Regions from separate parts of the Mus musculus genome. Here regions 1 and 2 are each linked to region 3. A link is a contact called in public ChIA-PET and promoter capture Hi-C data. All regions are on one chromosome and are shown on one strand. The core of a region is the stretch at or near the end of the contact, and the rest is flanking DNA. Distances in the headings are between cores, read along the strand shown. Region 1 holds the start of Galnt14 (polypeptide N-acetylgalactosaminyltransferase 14). Region 2 has its middle 65 kb from the start of Ehd3. Region 3 holds the start of Lbh (limb-bud and heart).

The links. Promoter capture Hi-C pulls out the DNA fragments that hold promoters and counts their contacts. ChIA-PET counts read pairs in DNA pulled down with a chosen protein or histone mark.
Region 1: a contact with region 3 is called in a promoter capture Hi-C map of stem cell-derived epiblast-like cells, with 7 times the contacts expected there. The contact joins the promoter of Galnt14 here to the promoter of Lbh in region 3. A contact is called at or near these places in 5 of 39 promoter capture datasets (cranial neural crest, liver, pre-B cells and 1 more), 1 of 484 Hi-C or Micro-C datasets (embryonic stem cells) and 5 of 115 datasets of contacts at active chromatin or transcription factors (embryonic forebrain, embryonic hindbrain, embryonic midbrain and 2 more).
Region 2: a contact with region 3 is called in an RNA polymerase II ChIA-PET map of memory CD8 T cells, with 43 read pairs. The contact joins the enhancer-like site here to the promoter of Lbh in region 3. A contact is called at or near these places in 4 of 39 promoter capture datasets (frontonasal cranial neural crest, hippocampal neurons, liver and 1 more) and 3 of 115 datasets of contacts at active chromatin or transcription factors (double positive thymocytes, embryonic forebrain and memory CD8 T cells).

Annotation. Positions count from the first base shown.
Region 1 is chr17:73,708,766-73,712,081 of GRCm38.p6, forward strand. Galnt14 (polypeptide N-acetylgalactosaminyltransferase 14) reads right to left here and starts at 1,686. Exons shown (of 15, transcript NM_027864.2): 1 at 1,166-1,686. The coding sequence starts at 1,294.
Region 2 is chr17:73,867,779-73,871,109 of GRCm38.p6, forward strand. It overlaps the pseudogene Gm4948. Among named protein-coding and RNA genes, the nearest start is that of Ehd3, 65 kb to the left of the region's middle. Within about 2 kb of position 1,698, at least 18 of the 459 cell types and tissues checked have an H3K27ac peak or open chromatin away from gene starts, as enhancers often do. A contact at or near this core is called in memory CD8 T cells, where this site is marked.
Region 3 is chr17:72,916,894-72,920,372 of GRCm38.p6, forward strand. Lbh (limb-bud and heart) reads left to right here and starts at 1,412. Exons shown (of 3, transcript NM_029999.4): 1 at 1,412-1,685. The coding sequence starts at 1,660. It overlaps Gm30375 (predicted gene, 30375), which reads right to left and starts at 1,262. Exons shown (of 2, transcript NR_168598.1): 1 at 1-1,262.

The sequences.
Region 1 (3,316 bases), core at 436-2,935, 790 kb after region 3:
AGATTCCAAAACTTTGGTTTAAAATGTACTTTGGTTAAAAGAAGAGTCTATTGGGATCCAAGTGGGAAAATTCTGTGGAGGTCTGAGTTCAAACCCAGAACGATCTAAGACGAGTTAATTAAAGACTCTTGGCCTGTTTCCCCATCTATGAAATAAGAACAATATTAAACAACTCCTTATGAAGAAAACACCAACTATGCACTTAGCACACAGTAGGCCCTCCCTACTGTACTTATCGGTGAGATCCACTCCTACTTAACACAGAGATGTTCATGTCTTCCTCTTTCCGACTACAGGCTCCTCCAAGGTCTTTTCCCACTCCTAGAGATTGCCCTGGGCTCATAAAGGTTGCTTAGCTGCCAGCAAATCCCCAGAAGCCTCGCTCTGTTTCCCCTGGTCAAGGCTGTGGAAAAGAAAGACAGGGGCTCTGAATCTCAAGAGAGAGCCAGTAGGGGGAACCTTCCACTCCTCTGGGCTGCACCGACTGGACAAGAGTTGGGAAAGCCACTTGGATTCCCATTTCCACAACTCCCTGCCAGTAGGAAGGTTTCTGTTCTTATGGGCTCCTCCGTGCTGTCCTGAGCGCATTCAACTTCCAACGCAGCAAATGAACTGGGGAACAGTTCACAGAGCCGGTGGCACCAGGCCAGGCCAGGTGGGTAGGGAAGGCTGGGAGGCCTCCAGGGGGGTCGCTAGTGCTGTTCACGTGCGCACAGCACCCGGGTCATCGTCTCCTCCTCTGGGGCCTGGCAGCAAAGGGAAGGAGTCCGCAAATCCACCAGACTTCTCATGGGTGCCAGCATCGCTCACCCAGCAACCTCCAGTGACCCTCCAGCGGCACCCACCGACCGCCAGTCCCAAAGTAGCTAGTCCGCAGCGCCCCCTTGGCCACCGGACTGCTAGTTAAGTTGGGAGCCCGGCTCTGTCTGCGAGCGCGCGCCCACCACCCACGCCCACTGCCACTTACACACGCCAAAGATATGGAGACGCCCCAAGCTTCTTAAATTCCACAAGCACCTCCCCATGGCCGCATCCCGCGCCTGTTCCCCATCGCAGCACCTCGACACCCCTGCATTTGAACCCTCAATCCCAGTGCGTGGACCACGCACCCTTCCACCTGCCAGTGCCCGGTGCCCTGTGCCCTGTGCGCCACGAAACGGCATACCTTGGGGGTCTGCACTTCGGGTCCCAGCGGCACCTCCAACTTCCTCTTGGTGACCCAGAAGAACAGCAGTACGGTGATCCAGAGCACCCCAAAGATGGGCAGCGCCAAGCGGCGAGTCAGCCGCCGCATGGTCCCCTCTGCCTGCTTCTCTTGGTGGCGACGCGTCCCTGGGGCACCCCCCGGCGGTCAGGGGTGGCGGGGCACGAGTCTGCCGAGCGCCTCGCTCTAGGAGAAACGCTGCTCCTGGGATCCCGATGTTGGATGGCGGGATCCTGCCCCGCCCGCTTCGGAGAGAAGCCACAGCCGGGAACGGAGCGGCGAGGGGCGCCGGAGACTAGAGACGCGGCCGGGCAGGGACGAGGGGCAGCTCAGCCCGGCGCCCGCTCCAAACGGAGAGCCGCGGCGGCCGCTGCGATGCTGCTGTGCGCCGCGGCTGCCTTTGCCCGCTGCTGCCGCGAGGGAAACTGACTCGAGCAGCCGGGAAGGTGGAATCCGAGGCTGTGCCCGGCACCCCCGGAGGAGCACGAGGAGGAGGGAGCGCGGAGGGAGGGCGGGCCCGACAGACAGACTGACTCCGAGGGAGAGCGGGGCGGGAGCGAACCGGGCTCTGAGCGGGGGCGCTACCGCCTCCCGCCGACCGTGGAGCACCCTGCGGTTGAGGGACCTTGGATGCAGCTCTGGGACCATCCTGGGCTAGGGTTGTGCTGGGAGGGGTTGGGCGGGGACCGGTTATAGGATACTGACTTGTATCAAGCAAGCTGATACTTAAGGACTAGCCCGCGCCAGGTGAGGCACTACCGGGGAGGAGTTTCTGTTTGCTGCGGGGCTCTGCACATGGTGCTCACAGGAGGGTTCGCTAGCCGGGAGCCATCACTGGGATAGTAGGGTTGGTTGACCCAGATGTTGTCTCAAGTTCAGACTTGACCATTTCAGGGCCAAGGTCGAGTTCAGCCATCTCCCCAGGGTATTCTTTGCCTTTGAGCAGGTAGGTGCCTGGCAACTTTCTCTTAATGGAAAACTGAGCTGGTCTAAATTTAACTCGAAAGATGTCCTTTTAAAAATTAAGGCAAAAGTAAATCCCTGAGGATTTTTTTTTTCTCCTTGTAAAAATAAGCCCTTTTTCTGGGGCTTGCCAGAAAAAAAGGGTCTAATGTTAGCACAACCACCGGAAGTTTTGTGAAAGGTGGCCCTGGGGTGTGTGGGAGTAGCTCCCCAAATCCCTTTCCCAGTTGCCTTTAAGGAATACATCTTCCAGCTACAGACTAAAGTCACTTGGATTTAGAGACAGGAACAGTTCTGACTCCAGTTTCCATACAGGCCTCAGGTGGGCTGGATGAATTTCTAACCATATCTCTAGAATAGGGAGGTGTGGTTTCTAGCCTAGCCTACCCAACCAACAGGGCAAATCACAGCGTCAGCCTCTCCCTTCCTTAAGTCTTAAGACTGTGCCTCATCTTCAGATGTGAATGCTGCGTTACCTCAGAGTTCAGAGAGAAAAGGTGGAAGTTTTTGCGAAGTCTGCAGAGCCCTGGCCACTGGAGTCCTTGTTTTAGTTACAGGGATGCTCCAAGTTTCTCCAAGTGAGAATGACACCGAGTGGCCCAGCGGCATGCTCCCTGCTGTCTTCACTCACAGACTGGAGCTTAGTATAGGGGTAGCACCCACACTCGACTGCAGGTGAGAAAGGTACCAGTCAGTTCTCCAGAATTCCTCCTCCAGTGCCATGGAGCCCTCCAGACACTTGCTCAGAAACAGAGGTGTCCCCCACCCCCCAACAGCTCCGGTGTTTGATACCTTGTCTTTCGGCCATAAGGCAAAGGCTCTGGAGCGGAGATGTAGGTAAGAAATTTGAGGTTGGAAATCAATCAGCCAGAAAAGGCTTGTCAGCCCCCAGAGCCCTGCTGGCATCTCACACTTGTCTCTATTGGACCCGTAGCCTCTGAAAGGTTGGGTCCACTCTCTCCAGATGTTGTTTAAGCAGGCAAAGGCCTCGGTGAATAACTGTCCAAGGAGCATTGGCGAGTGGCAAGAGCACCTACTCCCGCAGCTTTCTGAGCTCTCTGGATCTCTTCCAAGAGCCTCACCCTAGAGTCCCAGTCCTGGGCCTGCAAAGTGTTCTGTGTCAGCTCTGCCGAGAACCTCCCGAGCAAG
Region 2 (3,331 bases), core at 448-2,947, 950 kb after region 3:
TTTGCACATTGAATTGAACACATCTAGAACTTTAGAAGTTCGTAGGTTGAGGAGAGCATAGAAGTGGTGCTTTCAAAAGACATTCTGAGAGTCTTGTAAGAGTGGAGGTGACAGATTAGAGTTCATGAGAGGCTCTGCCGCTGAAGTCCCCTCTTCCTGGTACAGACTGACCATCTCTTCAGCATCCTGCCTTAGGCAACAATCTGGAAAGAGGCAGGAAGAAGGTTCCCTGGCTCTTCAGAATGGAGGTCAGTGTGTCACTTTCCTGTCACAAGACCCCCTTCAGCTTTCTGTAAATACACACAGCTTGGGATTCCTGCCCAGCTGGGTATCAGGAAAAGAAACAATAACCATAGAGACCTCCACAACCCAGCCCGGACTCTGCTCCCACAATCCTAACTATCCTTTGGGTCTCCCTTGAGGACAGATCAGTCACTGGAGCTTCCTACTCTGAGACAGGTCAGAGAAGCCCACTGAGGTCATAGCCAGCATGAAAGGGCCTTCCACCAGCCTGGGTAGAAAATTCTGGAAGCAGAGGTGCCTCCACAACCTGGAAAGCCTGGAAGAGAATTATTTCCAAGGCCTAGCAATGCCTAGCTAACATTAAACCCATCCAAAGCTTGCTATTTCTCCTTGTATCTGAGATATGGAATCAAAGAACTCGTAGAGAAGGGCCTGGAGCTATCACCAAGAGGGAAAGCAAGCTAGCTGTGTTATCTTCTCTAAAGACTCCCCCGGGTCTCCACCTGCCAAGCAGCTGGGTTCCTTCTGACCTATCAGCATCCCGAGGAATGGCCTGGCCTTGTTTATGGTAGAGGGGCCCTGGATGAAGCTGAGGCTGAGGGAGAATTTCAGACCTAAGGTGAAAGGAGGCAAGGCTTCTTCATGGACAACTTTACAGCTAAATGCCCATTAAGCAAAGAGAACACCACTGACTTCAGAGTCTTACTTAAACATATCTTTCTTCTCCCAGAGTGGCCTTCTCCCAAGACATCGAGGTAAGCCTGACATGGCGTTGGTTGAAGCACTCACCGTTTCAGTCTTGAGTTGTGTCTGATCTTTTCTCTTAGGTGTCCCTTTGAGGATCTGTATCTCCCAGGTAAGATGCCTGAGAAAGCGAAAGAAAGATGTCCTACCACCATGCTGTCTGTCTTTCTGGGCAGGCTTTTTCCCCCCATTTCTAGAGTTCTGGGATCTATGATACCCCCTTTTCTCCAAAGAAGGCTACTATTTGGGGAACATGGGACGACTTCCTTGAACTGATGGAGGACTGATACTTGACTATTTTGGGTTCTTGTGCCATGGAGTCAGAAGAAAAGTAATACACACCATCCTCACAGAGGTCATGGGTAGGGCCTGGAAGGAGTGAGCAGAGCTGCTGCTAGGTAAGGGGGAGAGGGTCACACTTAGTGCTGGGTGAGTCACGTGGGTGTCTCTCGGCAGTCTTGTATTGACTTCCAACAGTAAGTAGGAGACGAAGCAGTCATGAGGCAGAGCCTCTTGAAGAACCTCTAAGAAGCAGTGGCTCTGACTGGCACTAAAAACAGAGCATTAGGGATACAACGTCGAGGATGCCCAGATCCACCCCAACCCCTAGTACTGAAGGACTAACTCTCCCAGGCCTCTATGGGTGCATCTATCTAATGTCAGCCCCTTCACAATAGCTTTGATAGAGAGGAGTTGCCTCCCCCACCCCTAAAGCCACAGCCACTTCCTGAGCAAGCCCCGGGTTACAACTGGTGGCGCAGGGGAAACCCTAGGCCCAGCACCCTGAACCCAGGCAGATGCTGCAGCCATCCAGCCCCTACTCTCTCAGTCTCCCGCTACTCTGTCAATACTCTGTCAATACTCTCTCAGTCTCCCACTACTCTGACCAGTCTGAATCAGCATTTTGTTTATTTATTTGTTTATTTCTTTTCACAATGGATGCACTTAAAGCTATGCTTCACTATTGGACAAAGTCCACAGTTTATATGAGGGTTCTTGAAGTTGTGTAGTCCACGAGTTTATTAGCTAAGTATCTAATGACACATGTTCAACATTACAGGATTATATAGGGCTTTTCTGCCCTAAAAACCCATGCCCCTCCCCCCCCTTCACTTGTTTGTCCCTTGCTGTCCCCAGGCCTCTGCTAATTGCCAGTATTCATGTTGTCTCACATCTTTGCCTTTTCTGGAATGCCATATAACTGGACTTATACCACATGTAGCCTTTTCAGATGAGATTTGTTAATTTAAGGTGTCCCTGAGTCTTTAATGATCTCATAGTTCCCTCCTTTGCAGTGTTATATAATATTCCATTGCTATATAATATTCAGTGTTTCTCAACCTGTGGGTCTCGGCCCCCTTTGTGGTCAATTACATATCAGATACCCTACATATCAGATATATACATTACAGTTTATAACAGTAGCAAGATTACAGTTGTGATGTAGAAGTGTTGGAGGCTCAGCACAGCATGAGGAACTATATTAAAAGGGTGACAGCATTAGGAAGGTTGAGAACCAGTGGTCTGCATGTACCATGGTTTCTTTGGGGGAGGGGGCAGTAAGCAGATTTTATTGTTGCTGCTGAAGAGTCATGGCCAGCCACATCAGGACAGGGGTAGTGATGGGGTGGAGAGTATTACTGGGCTGATCCCCTGAGGAGCGGCTCAGAGCAGGAAGGGGATAATGGGCATGCAGAGGGGCAGGTAGTTGCAGAACTCCTACAGGTAGCTGTGATGCTTGCACTTGGCCCAGATAGTCATCTGGGTGAAGCCCACCAGGGAGAAGAGGGCCACTGGGACACACTGAGTCAAGATGGCAAAGCCAATCCAGGAGCGCACCTCATAAGTGCAGCTGGGACAGGACACCAACAGAAACAGCCAGGTGAAAGGGTTCTTGGAGGGGTATGGGAACTTCCTGGTTTTCGACCCAGCCGAAGGTCCCGAAGAACCATGTGGATGGAGAGGTTCCCAAGCTGGTAGATCACAAAAACGGCCAGTGCCAGCTTAACCTGCTGAACTCCATAGGTAGGGGGTGTGTAGACAGGGTGGTTGATGTAAGAAGCCATCCATGCAGCAAAGCCCCAATTGTAGGTGCAGTTTTTGAAGATGTTTTGCAAAGGCGCGGTTCCGTGAGAGAATCGGTGCACGAAGAGAGTCTCCAGCAGGCATTTGATGTAGTGGAATGAGTGGCACATGCAGGTGAGGGGCACCACCATATGCCGACTGGATGTAAAGTTGTTTGTGCGGCCATAAATGAAGGGTACCCGGTAGAAGAGCAGGTAGATGAAAAGGGGGCCGGCATACTCCATCAGGAAAACCGTCACCCAGCTGATCTGGGCCCTGA
Region 3 (3,479 bases), core at 162-2,661:
GTCCTGAAGAGCACAAACAGCGCTTCATTTGTCTCAAGGGGGTAAGGACAGCCTCCTGCGTTTTTCTGATTACAGGGCTTATGAAATACGGCTCTTTTAGGACGCTCCAGTTTTTACTCAGGATGTATATAGGTACGCATAGTTGGGAAAGCAGTTATTGCAAAGTTGCTCTTAGAAAGAGTAGATGCTGAAAATTATGAGGTCCTCTTTCTCAACATCCGCGTGGCCCCTGCTACTGAAAACTCGTCTCTTGATGCCAGCAGCTTTTTGCTGGATATAACCAGTACGCTTTTCTTTCAGGGTGCAGACTTATTTTAAATCACATTTAATTGTGTTTAGTTTTCGACCACGGCTCTCCCTTTCCCCAGTCCCTTTATGCACATAGGTCAAGGTTAGGAAGCTGTTTTACAAGAGTAATTGAAACAGAGGCCACAGCGGGGCAGCGCTGGGTACTGAGTCAGACTCCGTTCTTCCTGGCTGTAGGGGCTGCACAGCAGTTTAGTCTCCAAGATAGACACCGGAACTGCAATTCCTGGGCTATGAAGGAGTCAGTCTCTCAACTCTGTGTTTTCTATCAGATGGGCTCTGGGAGCTAAGGCTAGCCGGGTGTACTTGTATTCCGCTCGTTCTCCTCACCCTCTACTCCCAATGCAAACCGTATATGCTACTCTGTGTGTGTGTGTGTGTGTGTGTGTGTGCACACGCAAGCGCGCTCGCGCAACGGAAAAACCCTAGTAAGACACCACATCCTTTCTCCCACAAACAGAACCCTCCATGGACTCCAGGACCGCAGACTTTTAGAAAGCCAACAATGCCCCCTCCGGCATGGGTGCCTCCAGCCCCGCAGCTGTGCAGCCTTCTTTCCCATCTTTTCCTTTTTCCCCCGGCCCCGCCACGATCGGGATGCCACAGGCGATAATGTCCAAGAGAGGCCTACTTTGCATGGATGACCAGTGAAGGGTCCTGAGATGTGGAAGTCACAGAGAACCCGACAGCGGGCGCTCGGATGGAAGAATGGCGCCCTCCCCCGGCGATCTGTCTCTTCCCGCGTGGGCCCCCATTCCTTCCTCACGCCCACCCATCCCCGTAGCCCTTAGAGTCCCTGTGTTCAGAGAGGGGGCTGCGGACGCTGCGGATTTATGGTCAGGAAGCTGCGTTGACATTGAACTCCAGCTCGGGAACACGCGTGTGTGTCAACGGTGGGGAGGGGGGCGGGCTCGTAGCTGCTGGGAGCCAGCTCAGGCAGGGTGCAGAGCCCGGCTGGTCCCCGCCGCCGCCCGCGGGAGCTATGAGCGCTGAAGCCATTCATGATTTTGGTGACGTTATTCTAAGAGTGGGCGAGGAGAGGCGGGGCCGCTCGCCGACAAGCCCCGCCCCTCCCTTATAAATGCTGCTTCCCGGGCTCTTTGTGGGACCCGGAGATCGGTGGAGAGCGGAGAGCTTGGTCTGCACTGCCTACGCCGTTGGCAGCGAGGCTGTCTCCGGAAGGCGGACCGGCGCTAGCCCAGTACCCGCTCTCGGCTGCCCGCTGCTCTCCTCTGCGCCCCTGCCAATCTCATTCAGGACTCAGTGACTGGTTTTTTTTTGTTTGTTTGTTTGTTTTGTTTTGTTTTGTTTTTCTTAATCACAAGGGCGTGGGTCAGCCTCCCCTAGGACTTCATGTCTGTATATTTCCCCATTCACTGGTGAGTATCCTGCGCCTTTGGCGGCCGCCAGTTTAACCCGGGTGGCTGCGCAGCCCGGCAGCCTCCTAGTGCCGGCTCCGGGTACGAGGCCGGAGAGTGGCACGGACACCCAGTGCGGGTTAACCCGCCAGCCTCAGCCCCTGCAGGAGTCGACGTCAAGGTTGCAAAGCTGGAGGTTGGGGGAGGCGGTGCTGAGAGCATCCAGACAAAGGAAGTGAACTCGGAACCTTCACTTAAGTGGCGGCCAGAGGGCGTGGATATGGTGGCGTTGGGTGGGGAGAACCTGGGGTCCCACCTGAAGCCCCCTAAGGAAACCCTGTCCGCTGAGGGCCACAGGAGATGAGTCCTGCTTGGTGCAGGGGGCTCCGGTTTCCCGGGCCCCTCCCCTTCTCCTTTTTGTTTGCACGCAAGTCTCGGCGTCGAGGATGGCTGCAGAGGGGCCGAGCTGGTGCAGCCGCTGGGTTTGCAGAGCTTCTGGGGGAGGGAGGATGCTGGGGAGACGCTCTCCGCACAAACAAGCCACAAGCATCAGGGTGCAAACTACACCCTCACAACCCCTGCCCTCTCCGTTGTCCCTTAAATCCAACGCGCCTTTGTGGAGGGCCGGGGCTAGGAAGGAGCAAGCTCTCCCAGTGCCAGATTGGAAGAAGCCGGCCACTGCTGAGTCGGGGGCTGCAGAGATTTGCCTGCAGCCGGGGAAGATCGGGTGTGGAGGATCAGAGCCGAGAAGGATGGGGGACAGGCCCCTAGCTGCTGGGACGTGCGCGCCAGCTGCTTCTTCCTTCCTGCTGTGGTGTAGAGGAGGGGCGCTACAGGGAGGCGAGCACCCGTGGTCCTGGAGCGCGCTCGCAGGTGCCAGCCTTGGAGAGCCAGACCCGGGTCCAATGCAAGGTCTGAACCCGGGGAGAGCGGCGCTATTCTGCTTAGCCCAGGAACTCTGAAAGTTCGTGTTTCTCAGTTTAACTTTTTGGGCCCGCGCCACAGTTCCAAAAAGGAACAGACGCCGCTACAGGAGACGACGACCCTGGTCTTAACCCTGTAATGCTATTGACTCTCTTCTTTCAGGGATTGGAGGCAGCTTTTCCAGACTAGGGAGGAAATTGTTAAAGTCTAGCTTCTAACCCTAAACTTGCCCCCATGACAGTCACCCTTTCTTAGTCTCTCCTCCCCCTCCCAGTTTAACTGTGATTAGAGGGGCCAATGACTTTCAAAACAAAGTAAAAATCCCCTACACCTGAAGCTTGTGTACCCCCTCATGTGCAGACAAGTCAGTTGCCATATGGGTGAGGCTTTGAAGAGTGGTGGAGGCCTTGTGCTCCACCCCCAACCCCCCACCCCGCTCAAAATGTAGTAAGGTCGAGATGTTAGAAGCCCATGGGGACATTGGCCCCCCCACTCACCCATTAAGGTTTATGATTATTTTGTTAATTGGTACTTCCTACAACGTTTGCAACATTTTCCCCTTCGGACATAACCGTGAGATTATGCCTTATTAGCAATCATTTGCATCTTGGATATAAACAGGGCTCCCCGCAGCTCAGAGAGGTTCTATGATCTGTTAAAAATCACACAGTGGTGAGGGCAGCTTTTTCAGATCCCGGAGAAGATTATATATATATATATATATATATATATATATATATATATATATATATATACACACACAAGATTCGTGTCTTCCTGTTTTCTTAGATGTAGTTTCTCTAAAGCCTACCCCTGCCTAGACTTTTACCTTTTGAAAACTTTGTGCACACATGTGATCGTGAATACTGGGCGTTGTGTCATGGGTACCTG